Regions from separate parts of the Mus musculus genome. Here all the other regions are linked to region 1. The links are chromatin contacts, called in public Hi-C, Micro-C and promoter capture Hi-C maps. All regions are on one chromosome and are shown on one strand. Each heading gives the region's core, a stretch centred on a gene start, on an enhancer-like site or on the middle of the called end of the contact. The rest is flanking DNA. Distances are from core to core; before and after follow the strand shown. Region 1 holds the start of Ptges2 (prostaglandin E synthase 2). Region 2 holds the start of 6330409D20Rik (RIKEN cDNA 6330409D20 gene). Region 3 holds the start of Cdk9 (cyclin-dependent kinase 9 (CDC2-related kinase)). Region 4 holds the start of Fpgs (folylpolyglutamyl synthetase).

Region 1 (3,687 bases), core at 372-2,871:
TGTAACACCTGGGGTCCCAGAACTCTTGCTCCACACCCGCCTCAGGCAAACCTTTCTTCAGGAAGTCCTCTAAGGTGACCCTGAAAAGAGAGTGAGGAAAGGTGGGCAAGGGGCTCAGAGAGTGACAGACAGCCTACCTGCAAGTGCCCAACAAGTATACCGCAGGGCCAGGAGGCTCTAACACTGTGTGTGTGTGGGGGGGGGGGGGGGTCCCTGCGCCCCTTCGAGCGAGTTCATCTTTCTCCTGTCCCAAAGGGGACAGAAGACAGTCCTAGGGTGTGTCTTCCTCCAGCTTAATAGTCCTTAAGGTCTCCTCCACTCCCACCCCTTACCCCTAACTTCTCCAACTCTTTCTGAGTAACTGGCAGAGCTGACCAACTGGCCAGGCAGCACTGGCCAGAAGTGAGATCTACCTCAGATCTCCAAACGAAGAGGGAGGAGGCTGCATTTAGCTCCTCTGCAGGGAAGCCTTCAGGTGAGCTTGCTACAATTGCAGCCCCCCTCCCCTCAGTCTTCAGATGGAAATCGGTTGGGCAGAGAAGAGAGCAGTGAACCGCAGGGACTCCGCGCCAGTTCCAGTTCCTGGGTGCAGGAAAGGAGCATGGGAGGCAGGGCGGAGAAGGGCTAAAGACTGCAACTCATGAAAGGTCTACAGGGCTGCCGAGCCACGGTGGGCTGGAGCACGCCTCCAGTTCTGAGTCTGAAGTCAGGGTCACTCGTTCCATAAAGATTACTCCCGGTGCCACACACACGCCCCTAAATCACAATACAGACCATGGCATGCGATACATACAGCTCTAAGTCGTGGGCGATAGCACCACCCTCCTCGCACTCTTAAGGCCAAGACACTCGCCCAAGGTCACAAGCGGGCGAAAGAGGCCTCTCCTGACCCTGCGGCTTCTCAGCAGTTCGGGGCTAATCCCGGCTCCCCGTCAGCAGTCCGTGCCAGCCAAGTCTTACCTGCGCAGCCGAGCGCTCCGCGCGGAGGTCCTGGGAACGCTGGTGCCACCGCACGGTGTGGTACAGCCCCAGCGCGCCGCCCAGGGCCAGCGCCGCCGCCCCCAGCAACCGCGGGCTCCCCTTGCGGACCGCGGCGCCCCGGCTTCCGGCAGCCACCCTGGTGAAGCCAGCCCGGCTCTGTGCCGAGAGCGGCTGCCAGGGTCGTGTGAGCAGCCCCTCAGTCAGGGCGCACCGGCTAGAGACAAGCACCCACGAAAGGCGCGCCGCCTGGGCCATGTTCGCTCTGCCGGCGCTGCGGGCGAGCGCGCAAAACCAAAATGGCCCAACCAGGGCGGCTCTAGGATTCCTTAAAGGGACAGTACCGGGCCTGCGTGTTGCCTAGGGTAACGATGACGCCAAGTAGGACCAGAGTCCTTGAGGGATCTGAGAGCGCATGCCTGTCTGAGAGGCAGAAGCACACCCCAGGGGCTTAGGAAGTGGCTTGGCGTCGCTGTCTTCTGAGGGTACAATGATGACCTGTAACTCGTGGTCGGGCGTTTCCACATCGTGCATCTACGATGGCAGGGAGAACATTGGTCTTCCGACCCATTCACTCCCCAGAAAAGGTCCGACGCGGTCTCCAGTGGGTGGCTGCATTGTCTCAGACTCTCTCTGCCCTCCCGCAATGCTGTACTCTGCTGCTATGATGCGAACCATAAACTTTTCTCAAATCCAGCGGGGGGCCTTGGAAACCACGTGTCGCGGAAATGGCCCACGCTAAGTGGCCGGCTTGGCAGCCCGAAGACCTCTCAGGCCTGAATGGGAATGAGCGAAGGTTCCCAGGACACCCCAGGCCTTTGCGAATTTACTTGTCTTAACGGAGCGCCCGACCTCCACTGCCTAGGCTTCTCCGCGGACAGCCCTGACTTGACCCCGCCCCGAAGCCGAAAGAGGGCGGGGCCTTATAGTGGGCGTGGAATCGAGAGGGAGAGGTGGGGTTCCTTGGCGAGCGGGTATGGAGTTGTAGGGGAATGGCTGTTCCAGAGTCTGATCTGGGTACGATCCACCGCCTTCGCTTTCTCCCGGGCCTGGCAGCGCCAGAGCCCACAATACCCAGACGCATCTGGAACCTGCGCATGCAGGCCTAGGAGAGCGAAAAAGGCTAGGTGGCCCCAACGTATTTTTCTGTGAAAACCTAGCTGGGAAGAGAAAAATGGGCTTAAAAGGCACGGAGGATTCCAGCTCAAACACAGCCTTCTAAGTAGGGCAGGAGTTGTCCCGGAACAGTCCTGGGGCTAGCCAGAACGGCATCCTGGAACAAATGCCTGAAACCTGTACTAGAGAACAGTACCTACCAATCTTATTATACTGTTGGGGAAAATGAGGCTGTTGAAGCCCCCAAACTGAACAAAACTTCAGAAAGGTGGCGCTGCAGCCTGGGCTGAGAGGCCCCACTGCCTGTCACACTTCTCGGTTTCTGATAAGTTCACCTCCCCTCCTCACCTACGTCTCCTGTCTCCCTATGACTTCTGATCCTAGTGTGCTTCAACCAAGGACCCAGCAAATAAGGACGGTTTTCCCTCGTGGCCAGGGAAAACTATCCCCAATGTAACCACATTAGGATATCTGTGGCCCTCAAAATCTATAAACTGAAACTAAGGAGTGGAGTGATCATAATAATAATTGAGTCATTTAGGAAATGATTAGATCAGTTTGCAAGAATGGAATGGGTGCCGGGCGTGGTGGCACACGCCTTTAATCCCAGCACTTGGGAGGCAGAGGCAGGCAGATTTCTGAGTTCGAGGCCAGCCTGGTCTACAAAGTGAGTTCCAGGACAGCCAGAGCTATATAGAGAAACCCTGTCTCGAAAAAAAAAAAAAAAAAAAAAAAAAGAATGGAATGGGTGCCAGGCATGGTGGTGCACGCCCTTAATCCCAGCACTTGGGAGGCAGAGACAGGTGGATTTCTGAGTTCGAGGCCAGCTTGGTCTACAGAGTGAGTTCCAGAACAGCCAGGGGTAAACAGAGAAACCCTGTCTCAAAAAAAGAAGAAGAAAAAAAGAGAGAGAGAGAGAGAGAATGGAATGGGTACACTGTTACAAACCAGACTGTCTGCCCTTGTCTGTCTTCTGAAATGTAGGCGTCCTTCGGGGTGTCAACTGTGAGGAACTGGCCGTTGGTGTCTCCATCTCGAACTCTGACCCTCCAGAGCTGTAAGGAACAGCAAGCACCTTGCCTTTTCTCTCTCTCTCTTTTTTTTTAAAAGATAAGGTGTGGGAAGCCACATGTGCCGTTGCAGAGTGGCACTGACTACTGCTGGCCACCACGCATAAGTTTGGACAAACAACCAAGGTGTACATATGCAGTAAAGTTTTTTGCAAAGACACTGCCTGGCCCAGGCATGATAATGAGGCTTTGAGAGTATAACCAATCAGATGTGAGACATGCAAATGAGGTATGATAATGAGGCTCTGTGAGGTACAGAGAGAGAGAGAGAGAGTAGCCAATCAGATGAGGAACATGCAAATGAGGCGTAGTGCATAACCAATCCGGGTGTGAGACACGCCTCGCCTAGGCCTATATAAGCAGCACCAGTTCTGGGCTTGGGGTCTTTTCGCCTCTGCAATCAAGCTCTCCCAATAAACGTGTGCAGAAGGATCCTGTTGCAGCGTCGTTCTTGCTGGTCGAGTCCAGCGTGCACAAGAATAAGGCCTTACACTGTAATCCACAATGTAATCCTACCAGTCTT
Region 2 (3,687 bases), core at 687-3,186, 350 kb before region 1:
GGCCTCTCCCTTCAAATTGCACAGAATTCTGGGAAAGAAGGGTGAGCGGCATGTGGAAATGGAACCTGTACCCAGCCTTGCACACACACCACTCCCTGCACACACTGAAACTCCCCTCCCAGTTCCGAAGCAAAGTAGGGACAGACTGTATACTAAAGAATGTGGCCCCAAGACAGGACACAGCCTGTGTGACCTTGGACCAGTCACTTCTCCTGGCTAGGTCTGAGTAGCTTCATCTGTAAAGGATGCTGGAAACTGGCACCGCATTTCCAGCCCTAAGCAGAGCTTAGGTCAGAACTGGGGTTAAAAGGACCGATGGTCCTCCACACATCTAGGGTAGGAAGCCCTAGGACCCCCTGTGACCTCTTCCTCACCCTGGGCCTCAGGGTCCTTAGCTCCCAAGAGTTGGGAGGGGGGGTGCGAATGCAGCATCCTTGCGCTCAGAGCACTGCGATTGGTCAGAGATGATCTCACCGCCTCCCGGCTTGCGCACGCCTGATTGGCCCGTGCAGGGATGCTGTGCTCCGCCGCCGGCGGGGCCGTCATTCAGGCGGGCTCGGAGCAAGTGTGTGTGTGAGGTTGGGGGAGCTCAGAGGTGAGGTGCCCCGCATCTCCCAGGATGCCCAAGAGGCAGGAGTGCAGAGAACCTCTGTCAGGGTCTCAGCCCCTTCCTACCAGCTGGTTTCCCACCACTCCCCTGGCTCCCTTAGGTATCCCAACCCCAGGCACAGCCACCCCAGAGGATGCTCTGCAGAGAGGCGGGGTCCGGGTCCTCCCCTCCACCCCCTTCCGTTTAACCCTCGCACCGCCGCTGTGCGCTCCTGCGCTCCTGGGCCAGCTGGACTGGGAGACCTACAACCCAGTACCTCGAGCCCACCCAGATGGAAGGAAGGTAGTGACACCGTGGTGTCCTCAGCGTGCACTGCGCATCCTGCCTCTCATTCAGCCTCTAGACACCAGCCCTGCGTTCCTGGTACAATAGGGAGCCAGGTGGCCTGGGGTCAGCAGCAGGGACCTCATAAGTGACAGAAGGAACCCCATCTCCTAGCCCGAGTTCCAGCTCCAACTCCCTATCACGTCTCCTGCAGTCTAGAGTCCAAGGAATGGCACCCTGCACCCGCATCCCGTGGAGCGCCCTGGTCACCCCGAGGTGAGCTATGGCGACCCCGCCCCCTCCCTTCGCTGGCTGTCCGGACTGCACGACCCTGCGGGGATGCTCTTGGACTGAGGTCCCCATCTCAGCGGCGGGGCGCAGTGACCCGGGTCCCCATGCCGCCCCCTCACCTGCACCTGTACCAGCGAGCCACGGTAGAAGCAGCAGGCGGCGGCGGACAGCGCACTCCACAGGCTGCAACGCTCGGTCATGGTGCGGCCAGGAGACCCGGGTCCCCCGAGCGTACCAGGGGTGACGGCCGAAGGGGCAGGGGCGCGGGGACCGACCGGGCTGGGCACCGGCTGCGCGTGCCTCTCAGCGGCGCGATTACCTCATCGCCTGGTCGGGGGAGGAGCAGGGAGGCGGGGCGGGGAGACCCCACCCTCCAGCCAGCTGGGGAGGGAGGGGAGCGAGGAGAGGGAGGGGAGGGGACCATTGTTCCTCCCTCCACCACCACCCCATTCCCCTGTGCGGGTTCCCCAGGACCTGCCAAGAGGTTGCCACCCAGGGCAGTGGGGTGGAGTAGGGGCCCCCCCAGGGCGGACGCGGAGAGCCTCCTGCTTTTCCCCTCTCTCGCACCTCTCCAGACCTGGAGGGAACCGGCAGGGACTTTGAATTCAATTCGATCTAAAGCTACAAAAATCCCCATGTTTAACCCAATCCTTTGTGGCTTTGGGTTTCTCATCTCTAATTGAGAATAGCAGGGTTAGACTGGCAGGCTCACTCTGACTGTACCACACTCCTAAGGCTGTTAAAGTGCCAAGTGCGGCTCACCTGCCTCTCTAACTCGCGGGGCTTCCCACCCTGGGGCCCTTCTCTTTAAACCCCGACTGGCTTGTGTGAAGATGTCTGGAATGCACGGTGAAGACCTGTGTTGAACTTTGTGAATGTCACCACGCCCAATTAAAAAAAAAAAAAGTTGCCCGGTACAGATAATTATCCAGTAAAGATGCTCTACTGTGTCATAACTAGGCATCACAAAACCTAGACTTGGGGCTCTTAGAGTGTTTGCCTACCGAGGGATAGGCATGGAGTCCAATGGCAACACAGAAAGAATCAAAATCTGGATGGACCACATTAGCTGATAGAATGTCTGCTTGCCCAGCAAGTAAATCCCAAGCACTTCATAACGGAGACCTGGTGGTTCACACCTGTAATCTCAACAGCCAGATGGTGAAACCAGGAATATTACAAGTTCAAGATCATCTTTGGCTACATGGTAAACTCAAGGCCATTCTGGGAATACATGAGATTCATCATCATTGTCGTCGTCGTCGCCATCGTCATCATCATCATCTAGATAAATCTGGTATCCAAACTCTCCCCACAGCCTATGCGACATCAAGCAGGTGAGTCCACATCTCTGGTCCCCAGATGTAGATATACTGGAAGCTCTGAATACCGTGACTGAAACTTTCTGTCTTTGGTCTTTTGAAACCCTGAGAGTCCAGGATCCCTGACATTGTTTGGATTTTGGAGTTGTGGACACTCTTCAAAGAAGAACACTTTCAGGGCAGGAATGGCGTTTGGAAATAGCTGATCCCAACCCCCATAGGCAGAGACTTTAAGAACAGAAGCTAGGACTCCTTTAAGAACTGGGGGTTCTGGGTACAGAGAGCAGGTGTTATCCCCCTTATAATTGTTTAAAGTATTTTACCCTCTGTAATGAGATGGCACCCAGGGCCTCATGCAAGCTGGGCAAAGGTTAGACCCCCAGCTATATCCACAGCCCTAAAATCTATATCTTAACTCCATAAAAAGACGAGAGAGCCACAAATCCTCAGAAGGCTCACGCTGCCTTGCCAGACAGAGCAGATCTGTGGGGTTCATCTCCTACCTCAGCTCAACTCCCTCACATAACCCCTCCCGTGCTATAACAGCTCAGTGACTCAGTATCCCTGAAATCTGGGGCCAGGCCAGCTGCCCTGGCCCAGACTCAAGCATCCCCTCGTGGCACAGTCTCACTGAGCCCCCAAAGTCCCCTGTTTCACATAAGCAAATGCTAAGTGTCAGAGAAGCAAGCCACCCAAGTCACTGTCAGACTTGAAACTAAAATCTAGAGCAAGGGATATGGCTTTGTGCATAGAGCACTAGCCTCGCCTGCAGGAAGACGAGCACCACAGGAACCAAGCAGGGTAGTGACTGAATAAGTAAGCAAGCAAGCAAGCAAGTAAATAAATAGATAAATCCTAGTTCTGTTGGATTATAAAATATGTCCAAACTGTGCAATTCTCTGGTTCCCTGCCTGGCCTGAGAACCCTTTACACGAAGAGCTGGCACCTCTCCCCTGCTCTCTGCAGCAGCTGCTGCTCATCTAGGGCTGACTCTGGTGGAGCTTCTGACTGGAGAAGGCCAAGGACATTGTCCTGAGTCTGAGCCTCCGCCTTGGGGCTTGGTACCAGCTCTGCCCCACAAGATCCCTTTTGACTATGAGGAAGCCATAGGTTTGTTGGGTGGGTGGGTGGTCCCTCCCTCCCTCCCTCTCCCCTCTCTTTCTTTCTTTCTTCCTTCCTTCCTTCCTTCCTGTCTGTCTG
Region 3 (3,687 bases), core at 428-2,927, 320 kb before region 1:
TCTCCTTTAAAGCCCTGGCTCTATGGAGGGTCTTGAAAAATCTTGCTGCCAGGACCCTTCTCATAGTAGGTACTCTGGGGCTCCAGGGTCCCCGAAACCAGTCCTCCTTCCAAGAATCTTCAAGCCCAGACAATGTGGGATAAACCTGGAAAGCACTGCTGGACACAGTGATACGGTGAGTTGGGAGGGATGCCTGGAGTTCAAAGGTCAGCCTAGACTACTGTGTGAGCACCAGACCAGCCACGACTTGTCTCCATCAAACAAGAGGGGGAAGCAAACGGGAAGCCTGCAGCTGACCCTGGAGAGTGGGGTGGCAACTCTGAAGACAGGAGGGATTGGGAAACTGAAACAGAAGGGAGCTTGTAGGACCACAGACCAGGAGGTAAACGCTGGAAAAATCGGCCATGATCAGCTCAGAATTTCAAGACAGTAGAGGAAGACAGAACAGACTTCAGACTCTCCTCTCTGTCTCTCTGTGTTATTGTTGTTTTTCCTGGCTGTCCTGGAACTGGCTCTGTAGACCAGGCTGGCCTGGAACTCAGAAATCCATCTGCCTCTGCCAAGTGCTGGGATTAAAGGCGTGCGCCATCAAGGCCCGGCTCACGCCCATTTCAAAAGCATCAGGAGTGCCGGCTCAATGTTAACAGTTTTGGGGATGATTGACTCTGGACAGACCAGCTTTGGCGCGGCTCTGTGAAGGAAGGTTGTAGTAGATCCATCCTGACAACACAAGATCCAAGGGTTTAGGCCTGAGCGTTGATCGCTCACCGCCCACAGTGTCGCCGCGCCCCCTGGCGGCCGTCAGTTGCCATGTCAACGGCGGGTGGCTGAGACGACGGAGGCGGCAGCGGGGGCAGTTCTCTCTTCCCCTGGCCTCAAGGCCGCTCCCACGGCACCTCCTGCCTTCGCCTCACCGGGAGCACACTCCCGGTCCTGGAAGAAGGGCCATTCTGTAGCAGCTGGCATTCGGGGGATAAACTGAGGCACGCAGGAGGGAGCCGCAGGCAGGTGTCTAGTGCGGAGCCCCACCTCCAAAGGCAGAGGAGGGGCTGCGAGCAGTGACGCGCCGAGGGCGGACGCTGGACTGGGAGCGGGAGGGCGGGAGGCGGCGGCGGCAGGTGCGGCTGCGAAGGGTGGGAGGAGGAGGGAGGGGGTGGGCGGAGGGGGAGGGGAGGCCAGGACGGGCACCTCCCCCTTTATAACGCGCCCCCTCCCGGGCTTTCGGGCCGCCTCCTCGTCTGCTCTGCCTATCTCGCCCCCTTGCCCTGCCGCCCCGGGCCGGGCTTGGCCAGGGAGCCTCCGCCCCCAGGCCTTCCCCCCACCACCACCCGCCGCCCCGCGCAGCCCGGCGGAGGCGGCGCCGTCGGAGGAGGAGGAGCAGGGCACTGCGGCTGGCCCCGGATCGGGAGCCAGAGCGGCAGCAGCTTCGGCAGCAGCACGGCCCGGGCCAATGCAGCGGGACGCACCGCCGCGAGCCCCAGCCCCAGCGCCACGGCTTCCTGCGCCCCCGATCGGGGCCGCCAACAGCGCTGGCGGCGGCGGCGGAGGCGGGGGCAGTGGCGGCGGCGGAGGCTCCTCTGCAGCTCCGGCTCCCCCTGGCCTCCCGGGAACTACAAGTCCCAGGGGGCCTGGCGGCGGGCGGAGACCGGAAGAGGCGGGCTCGGCACCTCGAGGCCGGAAGTGGCCGTGGAGGCGGAAGTGGCGCGGCCGCGGAGGGGCCTGGAGTGTGGCGGGACCGGGAGCGGCGGGAGCTGCGGCTGGGGGCGGCGGCGGCGGCGGCGGCGGAGGCGCGCTGGAGGTGGCCATGGCCAAGCAGTACGACTCGGTGGAATGCCCGTTCTGCGATGAGGTCACCAAGTACGAGAAACTTGCCAAGATCGGCCAAGGCACATTCGGGTAAGATTAGGCCGCGTGGGACCGCGAGCCCGGGACCTGCACTTTCCAGGGCCGACGTCGGGTCGCCCAGAGCCCGGGCCGAGGTGGTCCGGAAGCTTCTGTTTTCGTGGCTGTTGCCCGGTCTTGCTCGGCCGCGGCGCAGACGTTCCCGGCCCAACCGAGCCGACTGGCGGGGAGGAGCCTGGGGCCCGTGATGGGGGTTGGGTAGGGTTGCTGAGAGCCACTCCGAATGTGAGCGGCCACCTCTAGGGGAGGAGTAGGGGCTGAGTAGGAGTAAGCAGAGGCCGGGAGGAGGACGGAAGACACGCGGTGTGGAATGACCGCGTCCCGGATCCGAGGCCGCACCCCGCCCGCCGTGGGTCTGGGCTCCTGCTGCTCCCCTTCGCGCGGGGGAGGGGCACTCCCTGCGGAAATGCCTTATGGGTCCCTTGGGTCTTTCTCTGTGCCTGCAGGGAAGTCTTTAAAGCCAAGCACCGTCAGACGGGCCAGAAGGTGGCTCTGAAGAAAGTGTTGATGGAGAATGAGAAGGAGGGGGTGAGTATATGGACCACTGGGCCGACCTTCTTCTAACCTGGCTGGGTTTCCACACCGCTACTTCAAAGGGTTTTGTGCTGAGATTCGACCTAGTGTTTTTCGGTTTTCCATGGAACAAGGAATTTGGCTTTCCATTTACACTGTTGAGCTTTAGTGGCAGAGTTCTGTGGGAGCCACGGGAGGGAGCCTGTGCTTTTCCCATGGAGTGCAGGTTGACTCTAGAAAACTTTCAGCTTAGCTTGGCGTTGAATTTTGTTTTGTATGAAGAGACCATTTGTGCACAAGCCGTTTAAAAGGCCGCTGAGCTTAAGGTGATGTTCTGAAAGGTGTTGTTTCCATCAGCCTCAGCAGCATTGCCTTTGTAAGGAAAATGCTGTTTGTCTTACTTTGCGTCTATAGGGTCTTCTGTTTTCTGGCATGTCTGTGTACAGCACTATTCTCCAGTACCTGGGTACCTGAGGAAGCCAGAAAGGTGTGCCAGGTTGCCTTGGATCATTTGGGACAAAAGATCCACTGTGTGGGTGCTGGGAATTGAACCTGGGTCCTGGGGGAGGATAGCCAGTGCTGTGGTGTGTGTGTTTCCCTGAAACAGGGACTCTATGTTTTGTTTGACACAAAATCTCTCTGTAGCCCCAACTGTCCTGGAACTCACTGTTTGGTCCAGGCTGTTCTCAGACTCACAGAGGATCAACTGCCTGTGTTTCCTGACTGCTGGAAATAAAGGGCTGGACTGCCACACGTGACCATAGCCAGTTTCCTTAACCATTCAACTATCTCCATTCCCAGGAAATTTCTTGATCTTTTTGGTTTTTTTGAGACAGGGTTTCTCTGTGTAGCCCTGGCTGACCTGGAACTCACTTTGTAGACTAGGCTGGCCTTGAACTCAGAAATCCACCTGCCTCTGCCTCCCAAGTGCTGGGATTAAAGGCGTGCGCCACCACTGCCCCACAAATTTCTTGATCTTAACTCACAAGTGTTAGTGACAAAATGTTTATCCTTATTTGGGTTGTCTAAAATAAATTCCCAGTCTGGAGTAAAGGGTTGTGATTATAATCCCAGCACTTATGAGACTGGGGAAAAAAGATGGTTCATAAACAAGTTCAAGGCCACCATTATCTAGATGGCAACATTTAGCAGCTCCTTGAGATATGTGTGTGTTTGCACTTATTTTATATTTTGCAAAGGCTAGCTACAGATAAATATAGATATATCTTCCCCTCTCCCTTCTTTTTGAATCAGGAGCTCAACTAAGCAGTC
Region 4 (3,687 bases), core at 639-3,138, 300 kb before region 1:
GAGGCAGAGAATTAAAGTTTTAAATTGTCCTGGGCTACATAGTGAATTAGAGGTAGACCTGGGTTGCATGAGATCTTGTCTCAAAACAGAGGACTATAGCTTAGTGGCAGATGCGTGAGGCTCTGGATGAGATCCCAGTAGGGTATGAAACCAGCCCTGCTGGTGTAGACGGGATCCTCTGAGCACTGAGCTGTGGAAGTGAAAGCAGGACCAGGAGTTTAAAGTGATCTTTTGCCACATAAAGACTCTGAGACTGGCTAGGTGCAGCTATGGTGTCTCAGGTCCACCTGGGTTACAGATGAAACTCCATGGGGGCGGTGTGGGGGGAGTGGGCCAAGAATGAGTGAGGCTGTTCACTGAAATATATGCTTGGACACTTTGATTCCAGCACTCAGGAGGCCAGAGCAAGGAGATGTCTGTGAGTTTGAGGCCAGGAGTACTTTCAGAGAGCAAATGTCTAGATTTCTCCCCGAACAGTCCTTGCTTATTTAAAATAGAAATCTCTGCTAAATATTTAAGCCCAATGTAGAAAAGCAGGAGAGATTGAAAACCCATTGCTGTTGTCCAGTGCCTTCCACAAATGGAAGTACCTCACCTACAATAAGGTGAGACTACTGTTCCCTCCCCCAGAGGGCCCTCAAATCCACTTTCTACCACGGGGGAGTTTCCAACGCCCCAATAAGATTACACACCTTCCCCTAAAGCCAGCAAATTTACTCCAATTTATTTATTTATTTGTTTGTTTGTTTGTTTGTTTGTTTTCGAGACAGGGTTTCTCTGTACAGCCCTGGCTGTCCTGGAACTCACTCGGTAGACCAGGCTGGCCTCAAACTCAGAAATCTGCCTGCCTCTGCCTCCCGAGTGCTGGGATTAAAGGCGTGCGCCACCACTGCCCAGCCAAAATTTTTTTATCTTTACTTAATATTTTTGCCTGTTTGCATTGTGCTTTTGGAGGCCAGAGTCGGGTCAGATCCCCAGTTTGGAGTCTACAATTGTGAGCCGCAGTGTGGGTCCTAAGACTTGAACCTTGAGACTTAACCACTGAGCCATTTCTCCAAACCTAATTTCATACGGGGCTCCAGGTCCCTGCTGATGAAGCATCCCGGGAGCAACCCGGTCCAACCAAATGGAAGTCTTTCCCACTGTCTCCTTCTTAGCCTGGAAATCCCCCCCCCGAACCCCACAGGCCTCGATAGGGGTGTCATTCTTCCGGGAAGTCTTCCTAGGCTTCTAGAGTGAGTTAAGAGTCTGGAGAGGCCGGGCGTGGTGGCACACGCCTTTAATCCCAGCACTTGGGAGGCAGAGGCAGGCGGATTTCTGAGTTCGAGGCCAGCCTGGTCTACAGAGTGAGCTGCAGTTCAGCCAGGGCTGTACAGAGAAACCCTGTCTCGAAAAACCGAAGGGGAAAAAAAAAAAAAGCCTGGAGAGACGGGGTCATATTCTTGACCGAAAAGGCTGCATCCCCACTGTCTGCGTGAGCCAGGACATTTCGGTGCTGGGAATTGATGACACAGGCATCTGCCAGCCCTGTAATTCTATTCCAGCTCAGAGCTTCTCTGCCAAGGAGTCGGGACTGAGAACTGCTGGCTCGGATTGGCTATTTTTGGATGTACAGCGAAGTCCTTAAGACCTGGCACAGACCTGTGGAGGATAGCGACGAAAAGAGTACAGAGTTCCTTTAAGATGGAGGACCCCCTCCCAGGAACACCCTCTTCCCTCCACCCTCCCCGGCAGAGCGCCCCCTAGAAGCATGGCGAGAGCAGCGCACCTCCGGACCATCTGCCCCTCACAAAGATGGCCGTGATAAGGCGCTGCTTCTCATTGGTCCGGGAAAATCTAGAGACTCGGATTGGTGGGTCTTAGGATGGCGTCAGGGCGGGGCGGGGCGAAGCGGGGCGGCTCCGGCCCAGGCCTAGCTTGCGGTGGCATTAAGACTATGTCGTGGGCGCGGAGCCGACTGTGCTCGACTCTGTCCCTGGCAGCTGTTTCTGCGCGTGGTGCAACGACGGAGGGCGCGGCGCGGCGGGGGATGAGCGCGTGGCCAGCGCCACAGGAGCCGGGCATGGAGTATCAGGTTTCTGACCGTTCCCGCGGGCAAACGGTCCCGTACTGACACGTGGGCAGCACCGGAGCCTTGCTCCGCTCTCCGCCAGCTGCTGGGGGCACCGGAGCATGAAGTTGCGGGGCTCGAGAGGCGGGGACATCCCAGAGCCCAGGGGAGGTGACAGAGACCGGAAAGTTGAGCTCAGGTGGCCCGATGTGGGAATTCTGAGAGCGCGTGTCCGGTGTTGCAGAGGGAATGGGCGCAGGTGACACACCAGAACGTCCAGAATCTGAATTGAGTTTTAGAAGTTCCAATGCAGGGCAATGCAGGATGAAGGGAAGGGAGGAGTTCTGGAGTACAGAGTGGAAGTACCCAGGAGGATCTGGGATTGGGGTCTCCAAGACTCGAAGACTGGAATCTAAGTATTCAGAATTGACCGGCGGGCAGGCAGAAAAAGAGGCAATAAAGAGACCAAGAATCTAGAACAAACTGTAGATTACAAACTGTGCCAGGGTCAGTTGTCAATGACCAGAACTTAATGCTGGCCAGGCAGGTGGCACCGGTTTAGGGCTGTGAGGCTTCCAGCCAAGCCTTGAGGATAAGAGGGCAGGCGACCCAGCTGGTGCCCGAAAGGAACTGCCTAAGCACAGGTTTCTCAGAATGTAGGGTAATTGAAACACACGACTGGATTTATATCCTCAAATGCCTCTCATTTAGGCCTCTCTGTTTATTTTCTGTTTCCACTCCCATCCCCCAAAGCCGTCTCCTGAGGCTGTCTGTACCCACCTGTGGATTCTGGCCCGACAACTCTTGAGTGTACTTTCCCTCCCTCTGTACCTCCTCTTCCAGATCTAATTGCTTACTTACATTGTCTTGTCTTAGGGTTAGAAGGTGGAACTCTCAAATATTCCAAAATTCAAAGTTCCTAGATTTCTAACGTCCTGGCCCCCACTCAGTGGGTGTCCAGTATAGTGGTAGAGAGATTAAGGAAAAAACCTTCCTTCCAGGGTTGGTCTTGTGTGTGAAGGCTGAGGGCATAGAAGCTTGGGGAAGGCAGCCCAGGAAATGAAGGTCCGTTAATCTTGCCAGCTTTACCTGGCACTCCCTGGGTGGGGCTAGCTTGCCCATGGCTCCCATCTTTGCTAGAACTGGAGATATGCCAGGGCTGTCCCACCAAATAGCTGTCGGCAAAGGCAGCGTGGCTGGTATAACGGGCCTGTTGCCCTGGTTTTGCCACTGGTGGGCTGGGTCTCTCTGTCCTTAAGGACCCTCACTGAACTGGGACTATGGTTGCTAGGATGCTGTGCGCACGCTCAACACCCTGCAAACCAATGCCAGCTACCTGGAGCAGGTAAAGCGCCAACGGAGTGACCCCCAGGCGCAGCTGGAGGCTATGGAGATGTACCTGGCACGGAGTGGACTGCAGGTAAGGTTGTACATCCTGCAAGACATCTCGACCCTATCTGCGCGTGCGAGCCCAGTGGCTGAGGCGAGGACCTTTCTGTCTGTTGTAGGTGGAGGACTTGAACCGGCTAAACATTATTCATGTCACTGGGACCAAAGGGAAGGTAAGAGCAATCCAGGAGTCCATGTGGTGGACTGGTGCCCATCCACCTTTTTTTGTTTGTTTTTTTGGTTTTGGT

The links. Hi-C and Micro-C count contacts between places; a contact is called where the count stands out from the background. Capture Hi-C pulls out chosen DNA fragments and counts their contacts.
Region 2: a contact with region 1 is called in a promoter capture Hi-C map of adipose tissue. The contact joins the promoter of 6330409D20Rik here to the promoter of Ptges2 in region 1. A contact is called at or near these places in 1 of 115 datasets of contacts at active chromatin or transcription factors (pancreatic cancer cells) and 4 of 9 other capture datasets (adipose tissue, embryonic stem cells, liver and 1 more).
Region 3: a contact with region 1 is called in a Micro-C map of embryonic stem cells, with 5 times the contacts expected there. The contact joins the promoter of Cdk9 here to the promoter of Ptges2 in region 1. A contact is called at or near these places in 2 of 39 promoter capture datasets (cranial neural crest and liver), 4 of 484 Hi-C or Micro-C datasets (LSK cells, embryonic stem cells, liver and 1 more), 3 of 115 datasets of contacts at active chromatin or transcription factors (the SCID.adh cell line, embryonic stem cells and memory CD8 T cells) and 2 of 9 other capture datasets (adipose tissue and liver).
Region 4: a contact with region 1 is called in a Hi-C map of the C2C12 cell line, with 2.4 times the contacts expected there. The contact joins the promoter of Fpgs here to the promoter of Ptges2 in region 1. A contact is called at or near these places in 5 of 39 promoter capture datasets (the 3T3-L1 cell line, the SN4741 cell line, liver and 1 more), 1 of 15 datasets of contacts at CTCF or cohesin (embryonic stem cells), 10 of 484 Hi-C or Micro-C datasets (the AML12 cell line, the C2C12 cell line, the G1E-ER4 cell line and 3 more) and 4 of 9 other capture datasets (adipose tissue, embryonic stem cells, liver and 1 more).

What each region holds. Positions count from the first base shown.
Region 1 is chr2:32,393,824-32,397,510 of GRCm38.p6, reverse strand. Ptges2 (prostaglandin E synthase 2) reads right to left here and starts at 1,621. Exons shown (of 7, transcript NM_133783.2): 1 at 961-1,621. The coding sequence starts at 1,236.
Region 2 is chr2:32,739,265-32,742,951 of GRCm38.p6, reverse strand. 6330409D20Rik (RIKEN cDNA 6330409D20 gene) reads left to right here and starts at 1,936. Exons shown (of 3, transcript NM_027529.1): 1 at 1,936-2,502. The coding sequence starts at 2,192. The region is part of intron 3 of Sh2d3c (SH2 domain containing 3C); the gene reads right to left.
Region 3 is chr2:32,710,774-32,714,460 of GRCm38.p6, reverse strand. Cdk9 (cyclin-dependent kinase 9 (CDC2-related kinase)) reads left to right here and starts at 1,677. Exons shown (of 7, transcript NM_130860.3): 1 at 1,677-1,896; 2 at 2,349-2,430. The coding sequence starts at 1,805. It overlaps Mir2861 (microRNA 2861), which reads left to right and starts at 1,573; the gene lies at 1,573-1,654. Mir3960 (microRNA 3960) reads left to right here and starts at 1,489; the gene lies at 1,489-1,561. Gm33457 (a long non-coding RNA gene) reads right to left here and starts at 1,151. Exons shown (of 2, transcript XR_001783272.2): 1 at 1-1,151.
Region 4 is chr2:32,692,376-32,696,062 of GRCm38.p6, reverse strand. Fpgs (folylpolyglutamyl synthetase) reads left to right here and starts at 1,888. Exons shown (of 15, transcript NM_010236.2): 1 at 1,888-2,074; 2 at 3,342-3,470; 3 at 3,559-3,612. The coding sequence starts at 1,937.